2 separate regions of the Mus musculus genome follow, and region 2 is linked to region 1. Evidence: chromatin contacts called from public Hi-C data. All regions are on one chromosome and are shown on one strand. Each heading gives the region's core, a stretch centred on a gene start, on an enhancer-like site or on the middle of the called end of the contact. The rest is flanking DNA. Distances are from core to core; before and after follow the strand shown. Region 1 has its middle 290 kb from the start of Pvt1. Region 2 has its middle 55 kb from the start of Gm41334.

What was found. A called contact is a pair of places that touch in the nucleus more often than the background predicts.
Region 2: a contact with region 1 is called in a Hi-C map of muscle stem cells, with 2.9 times the contacts expected there. The contact joins two enhancer-like sites. A contact is called at or near these places in 1 of 15 datasets of contacts at CTCF or cohesin (the NIH/3T3 cell line), 1 of 484 Hi-C or Micro-C datasets (muscle stem cells) and 1 of 115 datasets of contacts at active chromatin or transcription factors (cardiomyocytes).

Annotation. Positions count from the first base shown.
Region 1 is chr15:62,322,823-62,330,735 of GRCm38.p6, forward strand. No RefSeq gene overlaps it. Among named protein-coding and RNA genes, the nearest start is that of Pvt1, 290 kb to the left of the region's middle. Within about 2 kb of position 6,344, at least 149 of the 459 cell types and tissues checked have an H3K27ac peak or open chromatin away from gene starts, as enhancers often do. A contact at or near this core is called in muscle stem cells, where this site is marked.
Region 2 is chr15:63,012,575-63,019,676 of GRCm38.p6, forward strand. No RefSeq gene overlaps it. Among named protein-coding and RNA genes, the nearest start is that of Gm41334, 55 kb to the right of the region's middle. Within about 2 kb of position 5,622, at least 2 of the 459 cell types and tissues checked have an H3K27ac peak or open chromatin away from gene starts, as enhancers often do. A contact at or near this core is called in muscle stem cells, where this site is marked.

The DNA.
Region 1 (7,913 bases), core at 5,094-7,593:
CTTGCTTAATGCAACTGTCTAAAAGCCAACCTCTTCATTTTATGTCACCAACTAGCTTAAGCCCTACACTGTAGTCCATTTCCTTCAAGGCTATTCAAATGGAAGGGAATTTCTGTTGAGTCTTCTGGCCTTTCCCCTAGCACTTCTTAGCTTCTCCTGTCTAAACCTTCAGCAATCTTATGCTTATAGTTATTGTTGTTGTTGGTTCTTTTTAATGTTTTAAATCTTCTTTCTTCCAGAATAGCTTCTCCTAGCTACCAACCACAAATAAAGCTGACCCAAACCCCTTTGACAATGTGAGTTGCCTTTCAGTGCATTTCTATAGTAACTTGCTTTCCCCTTCAGGAGCCATTGGTGATGCTCATGCCTCACGACCTCTCTTCTCTGAGAAGCTGGTGATTCCACAAGACTGGCTTCCGCTTGATACTCTGTTGCTCACTCCTTAACATCATAGCATCCAGCCCAGGGCCCAGAAATGAACGAAACCACACAGAGTGGATGAGCTAATATTTATCGGATAATAATTATCAGAGGCTTGGTCTCTGAAACTAGAGACTCTCAGAGATCTTAATGCATAAACACAAATGGACAGCATGAACAAAGCATGCTGCTCTTACATTTTCTCTTAGATCCTTACACATGCCAATCAGCTAAAGTTGCTTAGTATTTATAGAGTGCTTCCTCTGAGTTGAACATCTTATAAGACTCAGAAACTTCAAACTCCCCTGTTGTACTCAGAAGTACTGCTATTCTTCTGGGACTTAGGTAACACCACGGCCCAGGAACTTTTGGTTATTTACCCAAGGTCACCCATCCATCAAGTGAAGGATAGATATTGAGTCAGATCTATTTTCTTCAAAAATCCAAATTCACTGGACTGGACTGTGTGGTTTCTGGTCTGAAATCTTGAAATACATTATGAATTAGTTTCTTTTGTTTCGGCGTCGCCCTCCTCCTCTTCATCATCCTTCTCCTCTTCTTTTGAGACAGGGTTTCTCTGTGTTGTCCTGGCTGTTCTAGAACTCAATGTGTAGACTAAACTGTCCTTGAGCTCTGAGATCCTCCTGTCTTTGTCTTCGAATTGCTGGGATAAAAGGCATGTGGCACCATGCCTAGTGGTGGCATTTTGCTCCTTTCTTAATAGTTGTCTGAGAATTAAACAAGCAATTAGATACAGATGGGTTTGAGAGAGAGAGAAAATGTGTGAGAGAGAAAATGTGTGTGTGTGTGTGTGTGAGTGAGAGAGAGAGAGAGAGAGCGAGCGCAGGCTGGTGCCTTTTTCAGTAACTTCCCACTTTTTGTTTTGAGATAGGGTCTCTCACTGAACCTGACACTTATTGATTTGGCCAGACTGACTGACCGGAGACCTTCAGAGATCCTTCTGTCTCTGTTCTCTCAATACTAGAGTTGTAGATGAACGCTGCCACACTCAACAATTAATATGGGTGCTAAGAATCTGAATTTAGGTATTCGTGAACGTGCAGCAAGCATTTTATCCATTGAGCTATCTCTCCAACCTGAGGTCTTAGGTTACATTTTTAAAGTTCAAGCAGTTTTAATCATTGGAACTAATTGCTTAGTTTCTTTATGGTCCTTGCAGAGACTAGGGACATTAACATATAACTGTTTCTGGGATTTTGTTGGTGGTTTTCCTTTTTTGACAGAAGATCTTACTGTGTAGTCTGGGCATCTTTGAACACACTGCTTTCTGTTTCAACCTCCCAGCACTGGAATGGCAAGTATGATCCAGCATATTTAGCATATCTGAGTTTAGTTGGACTGCTCATTTCCTGGGGATGGACAATCCATCCTCTGTGATTTGAACCTATCTTTCCACAGAAGCAGGTTGTCCTAGAGCAGTGGTTCTCCACCTTTCTAATGAAGAAACCCTTTAATACAGTTCCTCAGGTTGTGGTGACCCTCAATCATAAAATTATTTCATTACTACTTCATAACTGCAATTTTGAAACTAATACAAATTATAAGATAAATATCTGATTTTCAGGATATCTGATATGTGGCCACAAAGAAGTCTTAGCCCACAGGTTGTGAACTGCTACTCTAAAATAAGACCTTTAGAGACAATCTAGCCCCCATTCCATGGCAGTTATCATGTGAGCATACCAATACAACTACATTCCAGGTTCTGGCCTCTTATTTCTCCAGGCAGGATGACATGCGATCTCTGCACTTTTTTCAAGCACAAAGACTAAAGTCTCAGTCTCCACCAGATGAGAGCTTAGGATCAGTGGCAACCCTTCATTTCCTTAACCAACCATAGCTGAGGCCAAAGATTCAAGAATAAGGATGTTCGGTGTGTTGCCAGTTACAACTGTGGGAAATGTAATATGTCCAACCTTTAGATCACACCATGTTCACATGAGCAAATGATATCAGGATGGCTGTGGAACTGAATCCCAAACAGAGAACAAGGGAAGAATGACAGATGTAAAGAGCAGGGGGCAGATCGGAATGTCACAGTCTTCATTTATATATGGAAGAAAATCTGAAAGTGTGAAGAAGGGTAAAAGTGTTTATCTTGGGGTCATGAGAATATGGGGGCTTTTCTTGTTCTAAATTCTCTATAAGGGGAGGAAGTATAACTTAGTGGTTATGGAAATGGACTTCAGAATCAAACTGGTCTGGCTTGTGTCTGTCTTTTGACACCTGAGTTTCATTATTTGTAACACAAGAACCATGATGGTGTTTGCTCCTTTATCTTCTTGGGAGAGTGATGACTGGCTTTGTGTTGGGGATGCTAGCTGTATGCATGGTACTCCTCTGAGCAGTCTGTATACATCTTCTCTATCATTGTCTGCACTCTGTAAGTGAAGAGGCAGAGAGTCAAAGATATTTCTCTGGACCTCCAATAGCTTTTACCATTCTTGGTGCACTAGTTCATTGATGATGGCTGACACAGAGTCTCTCCTGTCATCTACATCTCCCTGCTGACTCATTCTGGGCACAGTTTCACTAAAACCCCAGAATTTTCATACTAGCACGTGTCTTCTATCCTCTAGTTGTTTTTTGTTTTATATTTGTTAGCTCTTTTTTTTTTTTGAGTGAACTAATTATTGAGATAGCAGGTGGAAGAACATTCAAATCATACCATTGATTATGAGGAAGTACAAGAATAAGCTTCATGATATGGTAGTGAGGAGCTACCAGTCACATCTATTTAACACTGTAGAGGCTCAGGCATGGACTTAGCATTTGTCTCTTGCTCCTCATCTGGATAGAGGTGCTGGTGCTAATGAGATAGTGGGTAAGCAGAAAGGCTAGTCCAGGGAGAATACCATCATCCTGGGATCCTAGGGGAAGCTAGAAGACAGGGGATGGTGATGTGAGGACAGAAAGCAGAGAACAGATATAAGAGCTGGCAGATCTGGTAGATCTGGGGTCTCATCTTTGCTTTTTCACTTGTGGCTTAATACATTCTTTGAGTTTCATTTTCTTCTCCTCCCCCTCCCTCTTCCTCATTCCCCACTTCCTCCCTTCTCCTTCTTTCCATCTTTCTTTGTATGAGGCATGGGTGTGTCTATTGCACACTTGCTGTAATGCACATGTAGAAGTCGGAGGACAACCTTGTAACATCTTACTTAATTTCCCTTTGGGCTAAGTATGGCAGCCTCACTGGCCCATGAGAGTCTTGACTTTCTTGGATTTCCATTGCCTATCTTGTCATAGTAGCACTGAGATTACATATACACGTTCAAACACTCAGCTTTTTACTTGGGTTCTGGGGATTTGAACTCAGCTCTTTGAATTCACGTGGCAAGCAGTTTACAAGCCTGAACTTTCCCTGCAGCCTGAACTTTGTTTTCTGAGCTTCAAGATACTACAGTTGGGTGAACAGATTTTAGTACATCCATGTAAGCACACATAGGGCAGATATGGGCTCAACTGAGAGACTCTGTCTCAAAAGATAAGGTGGAGAGTGATCAAGAAGGACTCTCAACATTAACCTAGGGCCTAATCATGCAGATGGCACCGTTTCTTGGCTTTAGTTCCAGGCCTGTTTAGCAGCGGAGAAGTTGAGTTGACCAATCATACATGTATTCATTCCCTTCCTGCCCTTGACTAGCTGCTTAGAAGTTCCTGCTGCCTTGACTGGTTCACTGGCCTAGAAGTGAAAGCTGGAATACTACCATCCTCCTCTGAGTTTCTTTGGTGATCCCATCACCAGGAGCAAAGCAGAATAGTGGGGATAACAGTTTCCTAGGAAATGCTGGAGAGGCATTTCACACGGGAGGAACCCAACATGGAAAATCTAAGAAGAAGGACAAGATCGTCCCAGGAGGAAGCCTTGACTTACCCAAGGTCATATATGATGGGTATGAGTGAACTCCAGAAGTGACACTTCTTCTGTTGACGCCACATTTTGATTCTTCCTTAAATATAGTGACTATGTCACATAGTCTACAACCAACACTGTGCTGGGATCTGCCAATGTCAGTGGGATTATGAGCCTGTCTTCTGACCTCATGCTTCTCTACTTCCTCCAGAGTTTGAGACTATAAAGGTCACCTTTACATTCTATGTCTTTCGTCTTCCTGAGCTTGACCCTCTGCTTCGGAAGACGCATGCTTAAGCTTGCCTAGAAACCCTCATTGCACAGCCCTTTAGTTGCCCCTTCTGTATGACTCTCTTTGTAGACAAAACCACAAACCCCGATGGGCAATTAGAGATTTTCAGTGGCAGCAATTTGGGATGATTTTGGCTAATTGCTGTCCTGTGTGAAAGAGTGGACATCGTCTTTGACAGCTGGCCTGAGCAGTCAGCAGTGTGTGAGGAGAGTTTCTCTTCTGACTTTGAAAGTGGTGGTGGGGGCAGGGTGGGCAGTGACCTGCTGTAGTCAGTCAGAAATGTTGTGTCTGCCTTTAGCCCTGCACTGGCAAACCCCTGAGCTCTGGCAGACACTGCACAGATTAAATAGGCTTTAGAGTATGCAGAGTTATATTCTCACTCACAGTTTAGCAAGTTTAACAAGGGTTGCTACTTTGTCTCAGCTGAACTGGGAGGATCCCTAGACAAGAAAAGGATGGGGAGTTTGATGACCTCATTATTTACTCTCCTAACGTTTGTTGGGAGTAAATTGTGTGGCCCCTTACTTCCCTCTCTCCCTCCTTCCTTGTTTTCTCCCTTCTTCCCTTCCTTCTCTTTTCTCTTTTCTTTTCTTTTCGTTTCTTTTCTTTTCTTTTCTTTTCTTTTCTTTTCTTTTCTTTTCTTTTCTTTTCTTTTCTTTTCTTTTCTTCTCTCTCTCTCTCTCTCTCTCTCTCTCTCTCTCTCTCTCTCTCTCTCTCTCTTCCTCCCTTCCTTCCTTCCTTCCTTCCTTGCTTCCTTGCTTCCTTGCTTCCTTGCTTCCTTCCTTTCAGTTATACTTTTCTGCTTCAGACAACCAAGCACACCACCAGAGAAAGAGGAAATCAGTTTCCATTCTTACTTTCTTCTAAGGGTAAAAGAATGCACTGGTTTCCTCCCATGGGATCCCTTTCCATCTCTGCCAGGGTCATCAGTGGGGTGGTGTTAAGTGCTGTGCGAAGGCTGGGAAGGTTCTTGTTGCCACACTCTCTGCCTGTGGTTTGTGTCACCTCTGGGCACTGTCCTTGTTCTCCTGAAAGCCGTGGTGTTTACAGTGAATGCAGCATGCTGGGATCACACTGTGAAGCTGTAGGGGGTGTCTGAGTTCACATGTCCTGCATTCCAGGCAAATGTTTTTAATATTGAGCAATGCTATGGTTTGCCAGGGTGAGGTCTGTGCTATTGGAATGCCACCGAAAAGGAAAGTCCCGGACAGATAGTGACTCAAATCATCTCCTCCACTCACAATCCTCGGGGCTTTAATTCCTACTCAATTCCCTCATGATAAATACAGCTCCGTGTGCTTACTGACCGCACCGCTCTTATTGGTTCTGATAAGTACAACTTTCCAAGAGATAGGGACGCAAATTGTCATATTTTGTTGAGTCATGTGTGCTCAGCAACTCTTTCCCAAACATTGCATCAGTAATTGGCAGCTCCCTGGTCTCTGCTGTATGACACTCTATGCCCAGGAAAAGCTCTATCCATTTCATGAAAGAAAGAAAGAAAGAAAGAAAGAAAGAAAGAAAGAAAGAAAGAAAGAAAGAAAGAGAGGAAGGAAGGAAGAAAGGTCTCTCTCTGCCTGGCTGTGATAGCCTGCTCTTAAGGAAGCTGAACCCCCAAGGGAGCAAAGACAAACTGCATTTTCAGATAAGTTAGAAAACTATGGCTATTTTACTTTCCACCTCCACTGGTCTCCTAGCAACAAGACAGCTGATGACTTCTACCAGGAAAAGGAAGCCTGGAACTTGGGGGAGCCCGTCTGAATTCTTGCTCGCAGTCTGATTTATTTGAAGCTTGGCTGCATTCTTGGGTGTGGAGACCCAGAAGTCCAGTCATCGGGGCATTCCCTGACCTTCACTTGACCTCCATCAATGCACAGATAGAGGGAAAACAGATGAGAGGTGCTTTCACAAGATTTCTTTCACAAGAATCTGCTTGGTGGGGAACAGATATTTCCTTTGATTTGAGGAAGGGCAGTCGAAAGCCTGCCTGTGACATGGAATGAAATCTCAGAAAAAGCAAGGAGCTAAGTGGGTATCAGAAACCAGGGGTCCTACTGGTGTCAATCTCTCCCTGAGGAGTTCAGGCAGGGAGTTCTTGTGCCCTTGTTCTTACATAGTGTTGATATTCTCAACTATAAAGTAAGGGGATTGAAACAGATGTCCTTTCAGGGTTGTAGGCCTCTATGTGTTCTTAAATAGTTTCCCAAATATACCATTATATCATCAGCCTTTCTGATTGTCTGTCTGTCTGTCTGTCTGTCTCTCTCTCTGTCTCTCTCTCTGTCTCTCTCTCTCTCTCTCTCTCTCTCTCTCACACACACACACACACACACACACACACACAGAGAGTCACTACATGTTGAGCAAGAATCCAAACTCAGGTGTGGCTCCTACCCTATTCATACAGCAGCAGCTATGTGGCTGACATCCGTGTCTTGTTAGATGGTTTTACTATCAACCGCTATTAGCCTGTGGAAGTAGAACTGGGAGATTCTTTTAACAGAGACTTAAGTTGTACTCTGCCTTTTAACATCTGGTAGACTTAGAAATAGGAATAAGAGCCTTTGAGTAGTTGCTACAATGTGGATTAGGAACCAGTGAAATGATGTGCATACTCAGTGCCTGTTCCATAGTAAGAGCTCAGTAAACAAGGAAGGGAGCTGGAAAGACAGACAGACAGACAGACACACACACAGATTTGTTCTAGGTCCCTGGAGTGTAGGGACTTGTCCTAATTGTCCCCTCACCTTGATATATTGTGTGGCACACAGATCAGAACTAACTTCTTTAGCCCAACATATTCAGCGCGCACACACACACACACACACACACACACTTGCACACACACAGGTACACACAGAGTTGTTCACACATAAATACACACTCATATACTCATGTACACACAGTCACATCCACACCCACATAGGCATATACATGCACACCTGCACAGGTATGCTAAAGAGTAATGAACACACCCAGTCTTGCCAGAACTTTTAAGCAAGGGCCTGAATTTTATAGCCACACTGCACAGCTAAAGTAACTGTCAGATGATCTAACAGTGATTGATATTTCATATACCACTTAGAATTGTTCTTCAATAATTCCTGGAATATGCAGTTTTGGCTTTGCCCAACACTCTTGATTCTGCACTGATTAGATAATATTAGGGCACTTCTTACTGTCCCCCTGCCACTCTTCCTTGCTCATCCCTTATTATGTCTTACACTTTTCTTTTTTAAACTTCATTGTTTCATAGCAGCTTCTCCAGATAGAGTTTGCTACTCTTCACAACCGTGAGGCTCAGGATGTGAGGGAGTAAAGACAACA
Region 2 (7,102 bases), core at 4,372-6,871, 690 kb after region 1:
CCCTTACCAGAGCAGCATAACCGTTTCTCAAGTGGGATGCCATTTTTATCTCAAACCAATGAAGGAGGTCACTGTAAATGTATTGGCTATGATTCTGTACTTCAAACCATGTCACGTTTCTTTTATTTTTTTCCTGGGGTTTCATGTATCAGCTTCTCACATCCTGAGCATCCAGGGAGCTTTGTGGAGAATTCCCTGTGGGCTTATGCTGGACGGACATAAAGTACCAGACTGACAGCACTGCTCATTCCTCAGCCAGGGAATGTGGGATACTAATGTGCACTTACCAGTCTAAATGCTGAGGCAGTCAGTTCTCTGGTCACCACAGAAGAGCCAACAATCAGGACAGCAGAAAGGAAGCCAGCCCTTGGGATGTACAAGATATCCACCCCATGGCTGCAGTTACTGTGCTTGTAGTTTGCAGAGCCTTTGGTGTGCGGCTATGGTGCTTTAGGGACCTGATGGTCCAGTTCAGAGTGGACTACCTACAAATGATCAGGCTGTTGCTAAACTGTCCTCTGGGAAGGAGGCCTTCCTATGTGAATACTTAGAAATTCAATAGTCTTGCTTGTCAGGCTGTGAGCTCTCTCAATCACAAAGGCGTAAGGCGCCCTGAGGATCTCAGGGATCTATCACCCTTGAGTTAGCATATGCAGAGCATCTGTCCTTTAATCACTGAAATCAGAATGACTAGTGAATGAACTTAGAGACAGTACCAGTTCTCTAAAATTGCACAGGCTGTGGTCAGCACATCCTCACTGACTCTAAATATCAACCTTACCATAACTTTAAAATATTAGAAGTTTATATTCATGTCAATGATGAAACTGAGGGTTAGACAGAAAAGTGTTTGAATGCTGCTTCTGCAAACTACAACTCCCCTTTACTTTAGAGACTTTATTTTTAATTTCTATATTATGTCGTTCTGTTATGATAAGATACTTACAGGGAAGGCTTCTTTGAGTTTTAGAAATGTTTAAAGGAAACTAACAAACACAATGCCTACCAAATGTCAGACAATTCCTATACAGGCTCACTGTGATGACCCCTCAACTTATTCTTTGGATACATGGAAGTTGACTTGGGTGATCCAGGAGCTCAGATGTTCAATAAGACTATGTTATTATAGTTCATTACCCCCAAAGAGCCCCATAAAACACTGCACATGCTCTGATGCTCTGTAAGACCAGGTCCATTAACCCAGAGAGCTGCATAAGGCACTTTATTCAAAGTGTGCCTTTTCCCCACTTGTCATTACAAGGGGCTAAAGTCCATCAGCCATGCCTCCTGCTTGGTCCATGGTTGGCCCTTTCCTTGATCCCTTCATCTTTCTCACTATGTTGTGTCTGCTGACCTCTATGGGATGATGTCCCCTGACTGTTGCACATGTTCATTGAGGCTACACATTACAAACTGACCAGGACAGAACTGCCATGACCCAGTATATTTGTACCACTGGAAGCAAACTAAAGCCCCAATTCCCAGGGCTTTCCCAGTTAGATGTCCTCTTCCCCCATGTTGAGCTACAGAATAAATAGCAAAAGACCTAGTTGTTAATATTTACACCTTACCCAGACTTGGCATCCTGGGGGTTGTTTTAAAATTTGTGGGAGGAGTGGATAAAGATGAACACATTTATATTATGTAACTTTTTCCCAAGAGGATTAACTGTACTGGGGACACACAGCTGTTTTTTTTCCACAAGTCTCTTCATAGCAAGCCACAGACCAAGTGCTCTTCTTCTATGGTACTCTGTGCTTAATGAATGTGGTAGGTCCCTTCCACTCTTTCTTCCCCCAAAGACATCTGAGTGTTTTGTTTGTTTGTTTGTTTGTTTTCCTCTTCACAGATATCATGAACCAAGATACTACAAGGTTTCAGAGCCCTTTACTCTTTCACAGTCACATGCCAAACATTGTGTTTGTGGTTTTAAACTCATTTCTGAATGACATCCTATAAATTATTGAAGTCAGAGACTTTAAAATTAAGATTTCCCTTTGGAAGCTGGACCTAAATTTTCTTTTGGAGAAAACATAGCCTACTCTTACTTCCTGTGTCTCAAGATTAACCAATCCCATCTCCGAAAAAGGAAACAGCAATCCATCCCATCCAATCAGGTCATTCCTACTTTCTGGTCACAAAGATCATGATCCTAGGTTTAGGTAATATCCCAAGTCTATACAGTGACACTCAAACATGAGGCTTCATGTCAATTAAACAGATAGATCAAATATATTATTTCCCATTGGGGCTAGTAGGAACCCTTTTATCACTGGCACAGGGAGTTTGTCTGAGAATGAAAATAAAAACCAAGAACTAAATAGGGATAAATGTCTAAATTTGATGGTTTGGTGATAATCAGTGCTGGAAAGCAATGGCTCTTAGGTACTGAATAAACTAGTGGGCATTTTTTTCTTAATAATGGATATACTGGTAGCATGAGAGTTTGCATATAGTTATATACATAAAGTTAGTGTAATAGAGGACAATAAAACAAAATATGAACCTAGAGAATTAACGTGGAGAAGATTCTTTTCTCTCCTTCAGAGCAGTTAGGTAAGATCTCTGTAATGACTTGGGAAATAAGCAAGGACTAAACAAAATATGGGAATAAAGCTATGAGGAGCAGTGCATAAAGAAATATAAGCTCAAAGCTTGGTGCAGGAAGGTGAGTAGGGTATTAAAGAGAGCAGATAGGTGGATGGAATAGAGACATCAAGGATAATAATGATAGAAAAGGAGTTTGAGGGATCACTAGGGCTGGAGAAGTTTACAATGCCAATATTTGCAGGAAGAATTGTTAAATTGATTCTAAGAATGGTACAAAGCTCTTGGTGTTTCAGGAAATGGTATAATATGCTAAGCTTCACCTTTTCAAGGATTGCTATGACTGCCCAATAAAGTACAGACTACAGCAGAGTCAGAATGGGTGCTGCAAGCCATCTAGTTGATGACCACAGTGGTCCAGGAGACATGCTGGAGTATGCAAGGGATCATAGAGTGAAAGCTGGTAGAACATAGATGAGTTCTGGGTATCAATTGCAGATAGGAGAAACAAGATGTTCTAATTGCTTATATAATGGATGTGATTGGAATAAAGAACTTGAAGAAGGCGTTAGTTCAGGAGGTCCTGTAAATGGAATTGCCCTGAACTAAGATTGAGAACACCAAAGAAGAAGCAAATTACTTCTTTTTATATCTTATTTGTTGTCTCTTCAGCATTTACAACTGCCAACCCCTTCTTTCTTAAGTAATCTCTTTTAAAGTTTATACCTAGCATACTATATTATTCATTATCTGTGACTTTTCTAGCCATGTTTGCTCGTCCACCTTCACAGACCCTCTTCTTTGCCACAGGTAAGAGTCCTAATTTAGATTTTTCCTAGTTTCTAGCAGCCTTGAGTCTCACCCCAATCTGAATCAAGACTATTAGAATTTTCTTGACAGCTACATATTTTTGCCTTCAATCCATGACACATAGGACAGACTTAGTTTTCTGATCCAACTCCTGTGAATAGGATCCTCTCCTCATTTAACACACACTCTCTCTCTCTCTCTCTCTCTCTCTCTCTCTCTCTCTCTCTCTCTCTCTCTCTCTCTGTGTGTGTGTGTGTGTGTGTGTGTGTGTGTGTGTGTGTGTGTGTGTGTTGTGTCCAGATACATGTGGAACCAGATGACAACCACTTGTGTCATTGGAGAGTCTGCCTGTTAATTTTTGTTTGAGACAGGTCTCTCACTGGCATGAAGCCAATTGGACAGGCTTGCTGGGTAACAAGCCTCAGGGATGCACCTTGTTTGTATCTGCCTGGAACTGGGGTAATAACCATGAGCCATGATGTCTTGTTTTTTTCTATGAGTTCTTGGGATTGAAATCAGTTACCAGACAGAGATATCTTCCTAGTTCAAATTCTATACCTTTGTATAAAAGGCTAAATTTATTCACTTAGCTGCCCCGTTAAATGCCTGAAATCACCCAAAGGCTCTGATTTTTGTTTTTTGCTTTTTCAATTACCAACCTCCATCTTTGAACAGTGTGAAAATCCTGCACATTTCAATTCTTTAATATATTTGGGGCCTTGTTTGGCTTTTTGTTTTCTGTCGATCAGCACTCCCATCTCCAGTGTCCCCTTGCACATCCCCTCCAGTGTTGTTAGAATGACATTTTTAAGAAACAGATCTGAGCATGTCATTCGCGTTCTCACAATGAGTGGGTGACTCCTCACAGATCCTAGCATGAAGACTGAACTCCAGCTTCTGGGTGATCTGTCACTGGTTATTACAAGCCTTTCTGGACCACTCTCATCTGGTGTTAAAGGGACTGACATCCAGCATTTGTATTTGAAAGATTTTTTTTTTTCTTCTTACAGAATTTGCCTTTTGTCAGTTGGCTAAAACCCAAGCAATGATTTCCTATCTCACACCTGAACAAATGTTGGGTTTGTGTCTTTAAATTGTATTAACATAATGTCACAACGCACATGCTCTTGTGGCAGTGAAAGATGAGGTCTCAGCCTTTCTTTGTTGCCAATCAAATTCCCTTGGTGGTGTCTGTTTTGTTTTTATTTTTGTTTTTTGTTTTTTTTTTTTTCTCAGATGGTATTACCAGATGAATGGAGCTACAAGAGATGGCAAATTCCAGTCATTTTCAGGAAAGGAAGTGTGGCTTCATAAGGCTTTGTCTAAATAATTATATTTATTTGACCATCTACTGTAAAACCAGATTATGACCATTTACTGCAGTCATTAATCAGTCCAAAATTTTAGAACAGTTATTCTAGCCATGCTTGATAACAAGGAAGAGATGACAAAGTTATATAAAATCAGTAAGAATAGCTTAATATAAGCTTTTCTCATTTACAATCAGCATGACCGCTAAAGCATGAAAATAAGGCACAATTAAGATCATAGTACTTGGCCAAACAAGACATAAACACAAGTATTTATAATAAATAATCTATTTTATCTGTGCCAGTACTTGCCCACCAATATGCTAGGTGTTAAATTTATCTTCTTGTGGAAGCTACTCTGATTAAATAAAAGTTTTTCCTTGTCTTCCAAGGAGCTGAGTCAATGTTTCATGTGCAATTACATCTATAGTTTAAGTCTTACCGAAAGATGAATATTTCTCTCTGTCTCTCTCTTTCTTTCTCTGTCTGTCTATGTCTCTCTCTCTCTCTCTCTCTCTCTCTCTCTCTCTCTCTCTCTCTCTCTCTGTGTGTGTGTGTGTGTGTGTGTGTGTGTGTGTGTGTGTGTGTGTGTGTGTATGCAGTGATAAAGGGCAATGCTACTTGAAGCGATATTTTTAAAGGATAAAATCAGATACACTAAGTTTCCTTTACACTCTGCAAGTCTAATGAAACCTAAATTCCATTTTATTTCTTCACTCAGTAAGGAAAGCCTGAGGCCAAACCTACCCTCCTAAATACTGTTTATCTCCCTGAACAGAGGTCATGATATGGCACTATTTTAAATGGATATTACAGGATGAATGGCAGTGCTTGTGACTGAGGAATTACAATGGCCTTTTGCACATGCCAAATGTCACTGTGTCCTCTAGGCTGTGCCTAACATCTGTGGGAGAAAGTGAGCATGTCATTTGAGGGAATGGAGCCAGATCAAGCCCCTGCTCTGTCAAATGGCATGCCCGATGAACGACCTTGCCTCATGGTCTTAGGATGGCAAGAGGAGAGGAACTTCTGAGTGTAATCTGACCTTTAAACAAAAAGAGAAGGGAATGGGAAAAAGACAACAATCGCTAAAACAGTCAAGGATAAAATATTAAGGAAGTTCTAACAAGCAAATGGTGCTATCCAGAGAACAGGGACCTTGGTGCCAGTGTGGCCCAAGGTTTATATCAGCAATATTACTAATCACTGGCCTCTTTTCTTTCATCCATAAGGGCAGATATTCACTTATTCTTCAATAATATTGTTTGAGTATATACTGCTAATTAATACTACTGTTTTATGAAAAATTACATGAGGTTCTGAACAGTAAATAGAATAGACAGTACAGATGCAATCCACAACCAAAGAGAACCAACATTGGGTATATGACAGATCACATGGGCACAGGCTACTTAATATGTTGGTAGCTCTGTGGAACATTGTTTTCCATACCATACAAGGTGTTTCTAGTTCAGAGATGTGTTTTTCTTCTTTATCATACTGCCAGATAATGTCAGAAACTACACCCATAAAGTTTTATCAAAATAACTGCCAAATGTGATCAGAACAAGGATAATGCCAATCGACATGCCAATGGTCAGCCCAGAAGTAACATAACAAATACAAGCATATACATATATACAACATACAAGTAACATTACACATATGGAGATGGTTGTATTTATGCATTTAGGAATATATAGAGGATAAAAATTTGAAATAGAGGACAGGAAGGTATATGGAAAAGTTTGGTAGGAGGGGAGGAACGAAGGAAATAATGTAATTTTATTATAAACTTAAAAGAACACTAAAGTGCAAAAGTAATGCTACCAGCCTCTTGCCTGGTACTTGTTCGTTGACTACAGTTCCATTCTGGCATTCTCTTCTCGTTCTCCACAGTTCTGTCTTCCTGATAAGATTCTTCTCCTCTAAGATATATTGTGCCTCCCTCTTCTGAATTTTGTCCTCATGACAATGTGGGTTGAATTATTCACTTACCATCCAAACCCATTCAAATCTTAAACTTCAGTACCTGAGTATCCCCTTAGTTGGAAACTGTCATTTGAGATTTATCAAGTTAAAATGATGGCATACACTTTTAAGATGGGCCCTAGTGCAATAATTGGAAGACTTAAGCAGTGAGAAAAAAGGAACAGAGACTCACAGAGATAGGGCCATTTGACAACAATGAACACAAGGGTTCAAGGTATGACCCTACAAAGCAAGGATTACCAGTAACTGGCCTCTCTCAGGGACATCAAAAAAAATCAAAATCTTCTAGAACCCTCAGAGACAGCTTGGCTCTGACAGCTTATTGATTTCAGACTTCTAGCCTCCTGAGCACTGAGATAGTAAACACTTTTTGTTTTATATCATTCAGTTATGATATGTTTTATGTGGCTCTCAGGAGACTAAAACAATCATTTCTCCATGTG